Regions from separate parts of the Mus musculus genome. Here regions 1 and 3 are each linked to region 2. The links are chromatin contacts, called in public Hi-C and HiChIP or PLAC-seq maps. All regions are on one chromosome and are shown on one strand. The core of a region is the stretch at or near the end of the contact, and the rest is flanking DNA. Distances in the headings are between cores, read along the strand shown. Region 1 overlaps Lrrc36 (leucine rich repeat containing 36). Region 2 overlaps Atp6v0d1 (ATPase, H+ transporting, lysosomal V0 subunit D1). Region 3 overlaps Lrrc36 (leucine rich repeat containing 36).

The links. A called contact is a pair of places that touch in the nucleus more often than the background predicts. HiChIP or PLAC-seq counts read pairs in DNA pulled down with a chosen protein or histone mark.
Region 1: an H3K4me3 HiChIP or PLAC-seq map of bone marrow-derived macrophages shows a contact between it and region 2, with 2.1 times the contacts expected there. The contact joins two enhancer-like sites. A contact is called at or near these places in 1 of 39 promoter capture datasets (embryonic stem cells), 2 of 15 datasets of contacts at CTCF or cohesin (the NIH/3T3 cell line and embryonic stem cells), 23 of 484 Hi-C or Micro-C datasets (DN3 thymocytes, the G1E-ER4 cell line, the HPC-7 cell line and 10 more), 5 of 115 datasets of contacts at active chromatin or transcription factors (bone marrow-derived macrophages, embryonic stem cells, fibro-adipogenic progenitors and 1 more) and 3 of 9 other capture datasets (adipose tissue, liver and pancreatic islet).
Region 3: a Hi-C map of uterus shows a contact between it and region 2, with 2.2 times the contacts expected there. The contact joins two enhancer-like sites. A contact is called at or near these places in 1 of 39 promoter capture datasets (embryonic stem cells), 1 of 15 datasets of contacts at CTCF or cohesin (embryonic stem cells), 40 of 484 Hi-C or Micro-C datasets (DN3 thymocytes, the G1E-ER4 cell line, LSK cells and 13 more), 4 of 115 datasets of contacts at active chromatin or transcription factors (embryonic stem cells and microglia) and 2 of 9 other capture datasets (adipose tissue and embryonic stem cells).

Annotation. Positions count from the first base shown.
Region 1 is chr8:105,453,804-105,457,630 of GRCm38.p6, reverse strand. Lrrc36 (leucine rich repeat containing 36) reads right to left here. Exons shown (of 14, transcript NM_001170788.1): 10 at 2,272-2,437; 11 at 56-204. Among named protein-coding and RNA genes, the nearest start is that of Tppp3, 16 kb to the left of the region's middle. Within about 2 kb of position 2,365, at least 69 of the 459 cell types and tissues checked have an H3K27ac peak or open chromatin away from gene starts, as enhancers often do. A contact at or near this core is called in adipose tissue, bone marrow-derived macrophages, granulocyte-monocyte progenitors and 1 more, where this site is marked.
Region 2 is chr8:105,542,153-105,546,043 of GRCm38.p6, reverse strand. All of the region lies in intron 1 of Atp6v0d1 (ATPase, H+ transporting, lysosomal V0 subunit D1), which reads left to right. Among named protein-coding and RNA genes, the nearest start is that of Atp6v0d1, 22 kb to the left of the region's middle. Within about 2 kb of position 2,008, at least 87 of the 459 cell types and tissues checked have an H3K27ac peak or open chromatin away from gene starts, as enhancers often do. A contact at or near this core is called in adipose tissue, bone marrow-derived macrophages, granulocyte-monocyte progenitors and 2 more, where this site is marked.
Region 3 is chr8:105,431,508-105,435,119 of GRCm38.p6, reverse strand. It overlaps Lrrc36 (leucine rich repeat containing 36), which reads right to left. Exons shown (of 14, transcript NM_001170788.1): 5 at 3,507-3,595. Among named protein-coding and RNA genes, the nearest start is that of Lrrc36, 20 kb to the right of the region's middle. Within about 2 kb of position 1,944, at least 22 of the 459 cell types and tissues checked have an H3K27ac peak or open chromatin away from gene starts, as enhancers often do. A contact at or near this core is called in uterus, where this site is marked.

The sequences.
Region 1 (3,827 bases), core at 1,116-3,615, 89 kb after region 2:
GCTCTACTCTCTTCTGGTAAAGAAAGAGGGGGGAGCGGTGGGGGAGGGGCCGTACCACATCGTTAGGAACTAGCAGCCCTGCTTCCTTTAGCTCGGTCTCCCTCCAGCACAAGGCTTTCCCTGCCTTATCGTCAAGCTTCGAGCGCCGCCACTGCTGAGAGGGTGCAGGGACCACCAATGACAGGAGCAAGTCTCTGGCGGGACCTGATTTAAAAAAAAAAAAATCAGGTTGGGTACGTGGGAAAATCTTAAAGACCGCGGCTCAGAATCCAAACCAACAACTGGCAGCTCTGCAATCTAACCTTATCCGCGTTTGACATGAGTTTTAAGTGACTGACCCCCCAAAGCCTCCGTGAAGGGGTAACTCAGAAACCTCTGTGGATGGTCCAGAGTGACCGTCCCAGCGAATGATTTCCCACGAAGTGGCACAGAAGACTGTTTCTTCATCCTCTCTGTCCCTTTAGAATTAAGAAGTTTTTAAACTAGCATATATTGATTATACATAATGGTGGATTTTATCATGACAGTTTCATACATGTACATAACATATTAGTATGCTCACATACATATTACCCTCTCTGACCTCTTCCCATATAATTTTTTAATTAAAAATATGGGGGTAGGGGTTTGTCGAGATGGTTCAGCAATTAGGAATATTTGCTCCTCTTGAAGAAAACCAGAGTTCAGTTTTGAGCACCCCGATCAGGTGGTTCACAGCCTCCAGCTCCAGCTCCAGGGAGTCTAACACTCTCTCTGGTCTCTGTGAGGCACCTATATGCGCATGTATACACCAATGTTCACAACTAAAGCTAAAATCTTTTTTTTTTTTTCAAGACAGGGTCTCTCTGTACAGCACTGGCTATTCTGGAACTCACAGAGATCAGCCTGCTTCTGCCTCCCAAGTGCTGAGATGAAAGATGTACACACCATTACTGCCTGGATAAAACTAATTTTTTAAAAAAGATTTGTTTATTTATTTTATGTATATGAGTACATTGTTGCAGTCTTCAGACACACCAGAAGAGGGCATCAGATCTCATTACAGATGGTTGTGAGCCACCATGTGGTTGCTGGGATTTGAACTCAGGACCTTCAGAAGAGCAGTCAGTGCTCTTAACCACTGAGCCATCTCTCCAGCCCAAAACTAAAAATCTTTAAAGAAAGTTTTTTAGTGCTGGAATGGGGCTTGTGCCTGCCGGACAGTTGTTCTACCACTGAATTATAGCCTCAGCCCTTAAAAATTAAAAATATTTTTTGCAGCCTGTACTGGCTAGTTTTGTGTCAACTTGACACAGCTGGAGTTATCACAGAGAAAGGAGCTTCAGTTGAGGAAATGCCTCCACGAGATCCAACTGTAAGGCATTTTCTCAATTAGTGATCAAGGAGGAAAGGCCCCTGGTGGGTGGTGCCATCTCTGGGCTGGTAGTCTTGGGTTCTAGAAGAGAGCAGGCTGAGTAAGCAGGGGAAGCAAGCCAGTAAAGAACATCCCTCCATGGCCTCTGCATCAGCTCCTGCTTCCTGACCTGCTTGAGTTCCAGTCCTAACTTCCTTGGTGATGAACAGCAGTATGGAAGTGTAAGCCGAATAAACCCTTTCCTCCCCAACTTGCTTCTTGGTCATGATGTTTGTGCAGGAATAGAAACCCTGACTAAGACACAGCCCAAACAATGTTTAAGTTTCTAGTTTCTCCTTAGAGCTTTTCTAACAAGTAAAAGTCCCTTGAGTTCTCTTGCCGTCAAACAACAGATAAACACTTGGAGCCAACGTTTATAAAGCTCTCTGCCCATGCATCTAAGAATTAACCCCAGAAAAGAGCCCAAGAGCATTAATTCATTTGCATTTTTAAAAATCAACATTTCAACAGTCTCTGCAAATTTCAGATAGCCAAACCTAACTTCTGTTGGCCTCAATACTGGCACTTTCAAAGGAATATAAAATGGTTTTGCAATTACTAATATAACTACTTCTATTACATATGTCTGGTCATGCAACATGTTACCAAAGACCACACACGAGCACCCACAAGCAAAGCACAAGAAGAAGAAACCCATTGCTACAAAGCAATCGGACAAACAGCTGATTTAAAAAAAATAGGGAAGACGAACGAGACAAAAATGCAGATTCGTTACTTATGGCGTTTCTGGGAAATGTCTGCGAGTGATATAAGCTTCCCCTTTTGGGGTAAGGGAACTGGATGGCTTTTAACAAAACCAACCACAGGGCAGAAGCGAGGTCCTGCCCTCCTCAGTGCAGAGAGCTATATGCACTTACCGAGAAACTTCTTGTCCAGGAGGAGGGAGCCAGAGCCATTCCAGTGCTTGTCCACCAGCTCCAGGAGCTGTCTGAGGACAGTGGCCACGTGGGGGGTTCTGGCAGAGATCGGAGGACTGTGGTTTCCTGATAAACCATGCAAACTGCCCAGGTCACTAGAGAGAGGCTCAAGAAGACAAAAACAAAACCAAGACCCAGGATCGTTTGTGTGATTCTTACACAATAAGGATCCAGACATATAAAGCATCAATAACTCTTTAAAGTAGCAAAACTTTCATCTCTTGGTTTAGATGTGAATTGCATATTATGATGTCCAAGGCAAGCACATGAAATATTCAGGGAAATTTCATGTTTCCTTTTTCTTTTTCTTTGATTATCCCCAGGACCCTGGACATACTGGTAAGTGCTCCACCATTGAGCCTCATCTCTAGGCCCTCAAGGACAAATTCAAAAGGAGTGGATCCCTCAGCGTTATTTTTCCATGGAGGTTTTTAAGAATTTGTTAACAATAAAAATATGTTACTTAGTGTACCGTGTAATACAAAAAGAAGATTAAACTGCAGGATGGTTTAAAAAGTACCATATGTGATAAGATAAAATCGAGAAATTAAAATTCATAATAAACTTCTATTTAAAATAAAATAAATGTTCTATAACATTTTAAGAATATATAAGTTAAATGTCATTGTTGGGTCAAGTACTAATTGTTTTTTTATATAATGAAATTACAGATAGATCTGTATAGTAAAATTCACATTTGCTTTTATTCATTCCAACCTGACACACGTTATTATGCATTTTTTATATATAAGTCTAGTTCCTAGTCTTTGTGTCTTGCGGACTTCAAAAAAGCTAATACCGGCTAGAGATTTAGCTCAGGGATAGAGCACTTGCTATGCATGTGCAAAGCCCTGGCTTCTATCCCCAGCACCACACACACACACACACACACACACACACACACACACACACACTGAAATAAAGACAGCCAAATCGTTTCTCAGTTCTTGGCTCCTTTGATGTAAAAGACTATGGCTGATTAATGAGGTAAGGATGCCCAACACCCGGGACAGTGACTTGAGTTGAGTAACATCTGTGGCCTGTGATTGGTAGGAAATGACATCACAACTGGGATAAGCATGCACTCAGAAAGTCTGTAGCCAGCTCTGATCAGGACAGAGTAAGGACCGGGGATGTATGAAGGACACAAGGCGGGATCATTTGGGACGTTAACCTGATTTGGGGTTAGAGCATAGAAAAGTCTAGTCATATCAAAAGGCTACTTTAGGGAAATCTATTAAAAATAAACATTTACTGTTAATGGTTTTAACTTTTTTTTTCTTTATTGGTCGAGACAGATTCTCATGTGGCCCAGGCTGGTCTTGAACTCCTGATCCTCTCACCTCTGCTCCCCAAGTGCTAGTGACACAGTCCACCATGCTGGGGACCTGGCACGTGTGTGGGCCCTGAACTCATCTCGGGCGCACATGATAAGCAAAAATGTCTGACCTTGTGTTTACATTAAGTTAGCACTTTGGACGCTCTCCATAGCAAGA
Region 2 (3,891 bases), core at 759-3,258:
GCCTGGCCTGAGGAAACTTCCAATTCAGGGCTTTTTAGTAAGGTCTCCTATGGACTTCCCTGGAGCATTTTCAGGGATGATAGGAAGGTAACTGTTAAGTCAGAGAGTCGTCGAGTCGAGGGCTAAAGCAGTGTAAGGGCTGAGAGTCCGAGACCATGGGCTTTTGGGAGAAACAGAGCTGTAGCTCCAGGGCCACAGAGCCTGGAAGAAAGGTGTTAGTGACATATTGGAGTTGGGTGACTTCACTCTGAGCTTGGAAACTGAGGAGTAGAATAGGATGCCTTTCCGGCACTGGGAGTTGGAGGTCATGTCTCAGAACATCTGAGACAGGAACGTAGGAAGCATAGGTGGTTTAGGGTGGTTCTGGAGGTGGGCTGGGGAGGAGCAAGCCCAGAGTAGACACTGAATTAATCTGTCTCCTCTGAGCTAGGGTTTAACCTCACACTAAAGCAAGACTTTCCTGATCGCAGCAGCATCTTCTTCAATTTGAGAATCAGCCTCTGAGGAAGTCTTTTACTGTCAGACATCCCAACTGTCCAGACACTTGGCACTGGGCCACTGATAGAATTTGGGGTAGACAGCTGGGCTTGTGGGTAGACCAGTGTTGTCCCCAGAGTCTACTGTAACTAGAACACAGCTCATACCTCAAACCAGTCATGCCTGGTCCTCTCAAGGACTGTCACTGATGCTGTTAGGCTGCTGAGCCCAGGTCCCATAGCAAACCTAGCCCCTGTTGTCCTCGGGTGCCCTTGAGGGGCTGGGCTAGGGCCGGGTGGCTAAGTCTCCCACTAGGCATCTATAAGTTCCAGGCCTCTCCTAATGCTTGGATTCTATTCCCAGTCACATCCCCTCCTCCACAACCTTCAGAAATAGCAGGAAGCTGAGGAGAGAGAATTCTAACCCAGCTTGTCCTAGCCCTGGCCAGGCCTGTCTGAAGGGCTTAGGGTTGCCAGCCACTGTTTCTGGGCGCCAGGTTTCTCCAACAGGGTCAGAACTGGTTTAGAAGCCCTGTGTGGTCCCCTCGTGGGCGAGCTAAGGAATCAGCCTGTCTCCCTCCCTCCAGTTGCCTTGGCTGGCAGGCTGTCCCTTTTCCCTTGGTCACAGGGAAATGTGGGTCTTAGCCAGAGAAAGTGGTCTGGAACTGGCCCTTTGACATTGTCTCTGGGGGCTTTTAAAAATGAGTTTCCTGGTAAGGCAGACTCTTCCAGCCTTGGGCAGGATTCTCAGTAGAGTCTCCCGGGTTTGCTCTGATCTGACAAACTCCAGCAGAAACCACCCAGCCGCCTGCATTCCAGCAGTGCTCAGAGCCGTGGCTTCTCCCGATGCAGTGTCAGCAGAATGCAGCAATGGAAGCACAGGGGTGTCTGCTCTGAAGCTTGTGTGAAGTCCCAGGGGTGGGGCTGTACAAAGGAGCATTCTAGCTTTGTTCTGCTCAACCCCAAGCATATTTTCCTACCTTCTTTAGTAATGGTTGATGTCAAAAGTGATGCTAGTGGGATTTGTCACTGAGTCATGAGAGTGTGGGCCTATGCCTACTATTGACAAGTGGGCAGTGAGTGTCCAGGTGGTCTGCAAGCCAGTGGTCAACTCTTCTGGCTTTAAAGGCTGTTTGGACAGCTGGTTCTATACCTAAAAGGTCTGCTCTACCAATGTGTTCAAGGAGGCTCAGAGAACAAAAGACAGCCGAGGTGGGGACTGACAGAGTCCCACCAGGCCTGCCTGATATCCTAGCCTCTCTATACTCTTGACTGTGAGACTCTGGACAAGGTTCTGGCTTTTAATTGATAAGCCTTTGAAATTGACATGTCTGAGAGGTCCAGCACAAAGATTGCTCCTGGCATGGGAAGGAGACCATTGCATAGCCTGTGTATGTCCAGGCCTTCTGAGGTGAAAACTCTCACTGGAGTACCAGGTATTTGATGAAGACTATCTGGTTGTTAAAGAGAAAGTATTTGGCAGTTGGGGAAGTTGCTGAGCTAGTCTTCTGAGAGAGAAGTTTTGTGATGTAAGGCAAAGTCTGGGATAGAGGAAGTGTCATGCTGTTGGAGAGCTTATCTTCAGGATCCCCAGTGGGAGTTGATAGCTTGCCTCGGGAATCTTCCCAGAGCATGTGCCAGGGCTTAGAAGGACAGAGTGTGCAGGGGCCTGGATCCTCAATGCTTTAGGAATGAAGGATCAGGGGATCCAGTAGGGTAGTGGGCTTGCTACCCTGGGAACTGATGGGGCCAGTGACAGGAGGCACTCCAGTCAGAGGACTGAGTTTTACTCTGGAGCCTTCCTGTGCCTGTCTTGATCTCTAGGGAGCTGAAGAGGAAGTCTTTTGACCTGAAGAGAATTTTAGGCTGACTGCTATGACTGCATGGATAAACAGACAGTTTGGCCTAGCTGCTGTCAGCTCTAGAACTTCTTGTAGTAAACGTTTGAGAACTTGGTGGCCCTGGACCAAAACCCCTTGTTCATGTTGGTCCCTCAGGCTCCGGTAGCAACATGTTTGCTGGTAGATACAAATATATAAATCAGGACACGACTATGACATGGTAAATGAAGTCTGCTTCATTTCAGTACTTATTAGGTGGGATAGCTCATATTTTTAACCATTTGTTTCATACCCACAAAAACCATTTCAGAGGCATTAATAATCTTTCTTTTTCCTTTTTTCTTTTTGAAAGTCAAGTGAAGCCAAAGTTTATTTAAGAGGACAATTTTATAAGAGTTTCAAAGAAAAACCCCAGGGCAAGCAAGTTGTAAATCTCAGTAGCTGCCTGGAGGAGGAGAATGGAAAAGGAAAAACAGCCATGCAGTTTGAGTTAAACCATTGTGGAGGTCAGCCATTTGGCAGCATACAGAGCTCCATGGTGGGAAATGGGGCATTAGAGGAGTGAAGCCCAGTATGTTAAGAAAAATATGCTTAAATAAGGGAGGAGAAAAGAAGAAAGTTATGCTTCTCAAAGTAATTCAGAAAAGCTGGCAGACTTATGAAGCAGCATGGCTGTAAGGAACTACTAGACAAGTGTTCTAAGATAAAGTATTGTCCTGTCTGTACCCCACCCCCTAGTTCTGTTTTTCTTTTCTTTATCAAGACAGGGTCTTATAGCCTAAGATGGCCTTGAGCAACTGAACTACTTCTGCCTCCAAATGCTAGTATTATAGGTATGTGTCATCACACCTGGGTTTGTACAGTGTTAGGAAATGAACCCAGGACTTCGTATATGCTAGGTAAGCTTTCCGCCAGCTGACCTAAAACCTCTCTTCCATGTTTCTTTTACAAAGATTGTGCACTTGTCTAGTCTCAAGGTTATTACAATGTGGAGGTAGAAATGCAGGCAATAGACTGTTATAGACTGTTATAGCAATAGCCATCAATATAATTAGATTTTTTTTCCTTGAAAAACCCATCTGAATTACTACAATAATCCAAGTATTTCTGAGTTGAATACCTCCTGTTACCCATGCCTTACTCTCAAAGTAGCCAGATTGTGAGAATAAGAAAGAACAGAACCCCTTATCAGAGTCATTGCAGATGCCTGGGTTAGAGACATTGGAAGATGTGCACATATCACTAAAAGCCAGATGGCTTCTTTTAACTTGCTTTGCCTTCTCTTTTTTATCATCTTTAGGATGGCCATGGGAGAAAAGTAGATGAAAGTGGCCAAGTTGGCACGAACACATTGGATCCTCCTCAAGCTAAGGTGCACCCTATTAGTGCCTAGGAGCCACAGATGATATAAATTCTGTTTATCACCAGCCCCCACCCCCCAAGGCATATAGGTGGAAACCCCAAGGCATATAGGTGGAAAGTATCTATTCCAGCACGTTTATACACGTTCCCCACATTCAGCAACATGTGCTAATCCATCTCCTTTTACATACTTGACTGCAAGTTGAGCATTC
Region 3 (3,612 bases), core at 695-3,194, 110 kb after region 2:
CACAACACATGCAAAATGAAAAAATATAGGTAGAGAATGATTAGAAAGACCCATCAACATCCAGCCTCCATACACATGTGTGCATGCACCCAAATACATGTACACACACAAACAAAATAGGCATTTGGTTTTTTAAAAATCAGAAACATCTTTTTGTAGATTTTTTGTTTGTTTTTGTTTTTTGAGACAGGGCTTCTCTGTACAGTCCTGGTTGTCCTGGAACTCACTCTGTAGACCAGGCTGGCCTTGAACTCAGAAATCCACCTGCCTCTGCCTCCCAAGTGCTGGGATTAAAGGCGTGCGCCATCACCGCCCGGCTTGTAGATTAATTTAAAAAGTTTTGCTAAATGAAAAGACATTGAGGTGCATCATAAAGAACAGGTGGCATTTGATGCAAGCTTTTCAGAGGCATTAGTTTGCAGACGAGAGACAGGAAGAACTACCTGGGGGAGGAGGGGAAGGTCGGGCTTCATTGGGGCATTGCACAGTGTGGTCGTGGGGGAGAAGGCTTCGGGGGTAGGCTGAAGAAAGGTTGGGACCCGAGGTCTGGGGAACTCTGTATATCGGGTTAAGGAGTTTAAAATGAATGTAGTAGTTGGGTGGGAGCCATCAAATCTTTACGCAGGACTGTATAATTAATTATCTCAGCTGTGTTTTAAGAGAATTAATCTGGCATCAAAGTACAAAATGAATGGAAAAAAAAAAGCAGAGGAAGAACTTTGATGATATATAGGTCACACTTGGCATCTGCACTCTGCCACTTACTACGTAAGTAGGGCAGGTTATTTCACCTCTCTGGGTTTCAATTTCTTCACCTGACAAACCGACTTCAAGGTTGTGTGGATTAGATGAGATCACAGACAGTCCCTGGGCCAGAATTTGTACTCCGTAAATATTAAGCAGAACTGTTAAGCAGAGGCTATTAAGGGACGGAAAGGAGTGTTCAGAGTCACACTGGAGGGTAAAAGAACTCAGAGGAGCAGCAGTGTCAAACCTGGTGCAGCTTTGTTGTTTGTTTTTGTCAACTTGACACAAGCTAAAGTCATCCAGGAAGAGGGACCGTCATCCAAGAAAATGGCTTGAAAATCTGAAAAGGGGGGCATTTTCTTTACGAATGACTGATGTGAGGGGGCCCAGCTCATCGTGGCATTGTGACCTCTGGGAAGATTGGTTCTAGGCTGAATACAGAGCAAGCTGAGCAAGCCATGGGAGTGAGCGAGTAAGCAGTGGTCCCCCTGGGCTTTGCTTCAGGACCCGCTTACAGGTTTCTGCCTTGCTTGACTGGGTTCCTGCTTGACTTTCCTCACTGATGGACTGAGATTGGAACCTGTAAGGCAAAGGCATCCTTTCCTCTCCAAGTTGGTCGTGGTGTTTATCATAGCAATAGGAAGAAAACCAGGACAACACCCATGTGATTCTGAGCCAGGATAATAGCAGAGCTGGGAAGAGTTCCATGAAATACAAAGAGCTGTTCGGGCTTTGTTTGCTCTGGGGGGACTTTTAGCTTGAGGGGCTGGAATGTTAAGCTGAGATGATTCAAGTTAGTTTAGCAGAGTTGAGGGACTGGTGCAGAAGAGACACTGGTACAGATGCCAAGCTAGACGGATATTTTTAATAAATGAGAGACTAGGAAACAAATAATAAATCTATTTACTTCATAAATAAAACCATGAAAATGGGTTAGATCAGCAAGGACAAAGGGAGGGGAGAGAGCAGGAGGCTAAAGATACAGCCTAAATTGCTTATTTCGAGGGTGTGAGAAGGGTGTCAAAGATTACGTGCTTAAGAGAACAGGACAAGAATCCAAAGCAGTGGATTCGTTGCCTGCTTGTTCAAGAGCACCACTTTGAAAACCTGAGTTGGTACAAGCTGAACTGGAGGAAAGCCTGAGGCATGTCCCTAGCTTGGCAGGACTGTATTAATTGTATTGTATTACCAATGGTGCTTACTGGCCGTCCTCCCCGAGGACCTAGCACAAACACAATTTGCAGTGGGAAGCAAGGCTCTTTAACGTCTCAAAGCAGCTAAATCAATTTTACATTAAAAAAAATTAGGGACCAGATGGTGCCTCAAAGAACCTTTGGAAATGGGGTTGTCTAGTGCAGCAGCTTTTTCTCAATAGAAGCTGTAAACTTAAAGACATTTTAGCTCATGGGGTGAAGTCTTTACATACACTAATGCTATATTACGTTAATGTAGACTAATTCAATTCAGCTCATATAAGGGCCAGTCAAATTGTGCTTCAAAGCACTTTTCCTGTCTGAAAATGGATACATAAATGTGTGTACCCAGAGAAAAAATCTAGGCTATATAACCAACGTAGTCATTGGGATTCTCGCTTGTGGGGAGACTCTGAGGAACCGGAATGTTGCTCTTCACGCACTTCAGCATTTACCAAAATAATTTCAAAATGGCATCTATTTGAAATATAAAAATGCTTTTAAATTCAAAACAAACAACCCATACTCCTCTTTTATATGCACAGAGACATCAAAGGGAAAAAGGAAAAGGAAAATATTACCTTATTATGGTTTATCAAGAAACTCTGTCAAAGTCATGTCCACATGAATAGATTAAAAAGTCAGGAAAATGAAGCATTGTATGTCAGCAACTGAAGACATTGAATATCTAAACTGCACAGTGAGTCTCTTGTTACTAGAGTTCTTTCTGGGACTTTGAACACAGTCTACTGCTTCTTAGACTTTATGTACAATTGAATAGGTCTTTTAAGGGGACTAAGCCTTGAGGCCAAATAAAACTCTCTTAAGTGAAGGTCATCTGTTTAAGAATGGCAGGCTAATTCACAAGGGTGCATCAGATACAACAGAAAGCTTTCTCTGAGTCTGAGGCGTGGCCATTAATGTGGTACAATCACCTTAATTTGTACCGGAAAACCAACAGTGGTGTTTCTAAAGCCCTTGGAAAATGGGCTGTCTACTAAGGCAGTTTATTCTCAATGGAGATTGTATACTTTAACTCATTGTATATTTTAAGTCATGAATTTTTGTCTGTGCTAATGTAATACTGTTCTGTTAATGGCAGTTACGTTACAGGTTGCAAACACAAGAGATTCTGCAGCTGGGGAGGAGCTTGGTTGAGAAGCCAGGGAGGTTGAGAGTATTCGCAGCAATGGATGCAGATGACTCACCAGTCTCTAAGGAAATCAATTATCTCAATTATCGCCGCAATCAATGTGCAGGAGCCTCGGGGATGGGAGGTGTAATTTTAGGGAGCTCTAATGATGTAAGGTGATGTAAATGAAACTGAATTCTCTGAATATATATACAGCTTGTGCTTTGAAAGGTCTGGGGTTGTATAACACAAGGTCCCCTGGCAGCTGGAAAGAAAGATTTTTTTTTTTTAAAGCAGCCAAAAAATATTGGACTGGCTTTAAATTTGTGTTTTCACAATTTTCACAATTTTGTCTTCATCCTACCCGAGATTGGCTATGACGGCAAAGGCAACCGATGTCTTGGTTATTTTACGAATACAGAGGCAATGCTGACCTGTTTCCATCCTGGCATCAACCTCAGGACTGACGTGTGACGCGGGGCCCTCATCTGTCACACAGTTTTTCATTGTCTTCTCCCTAGAGCTTCCACACAGAAGGAT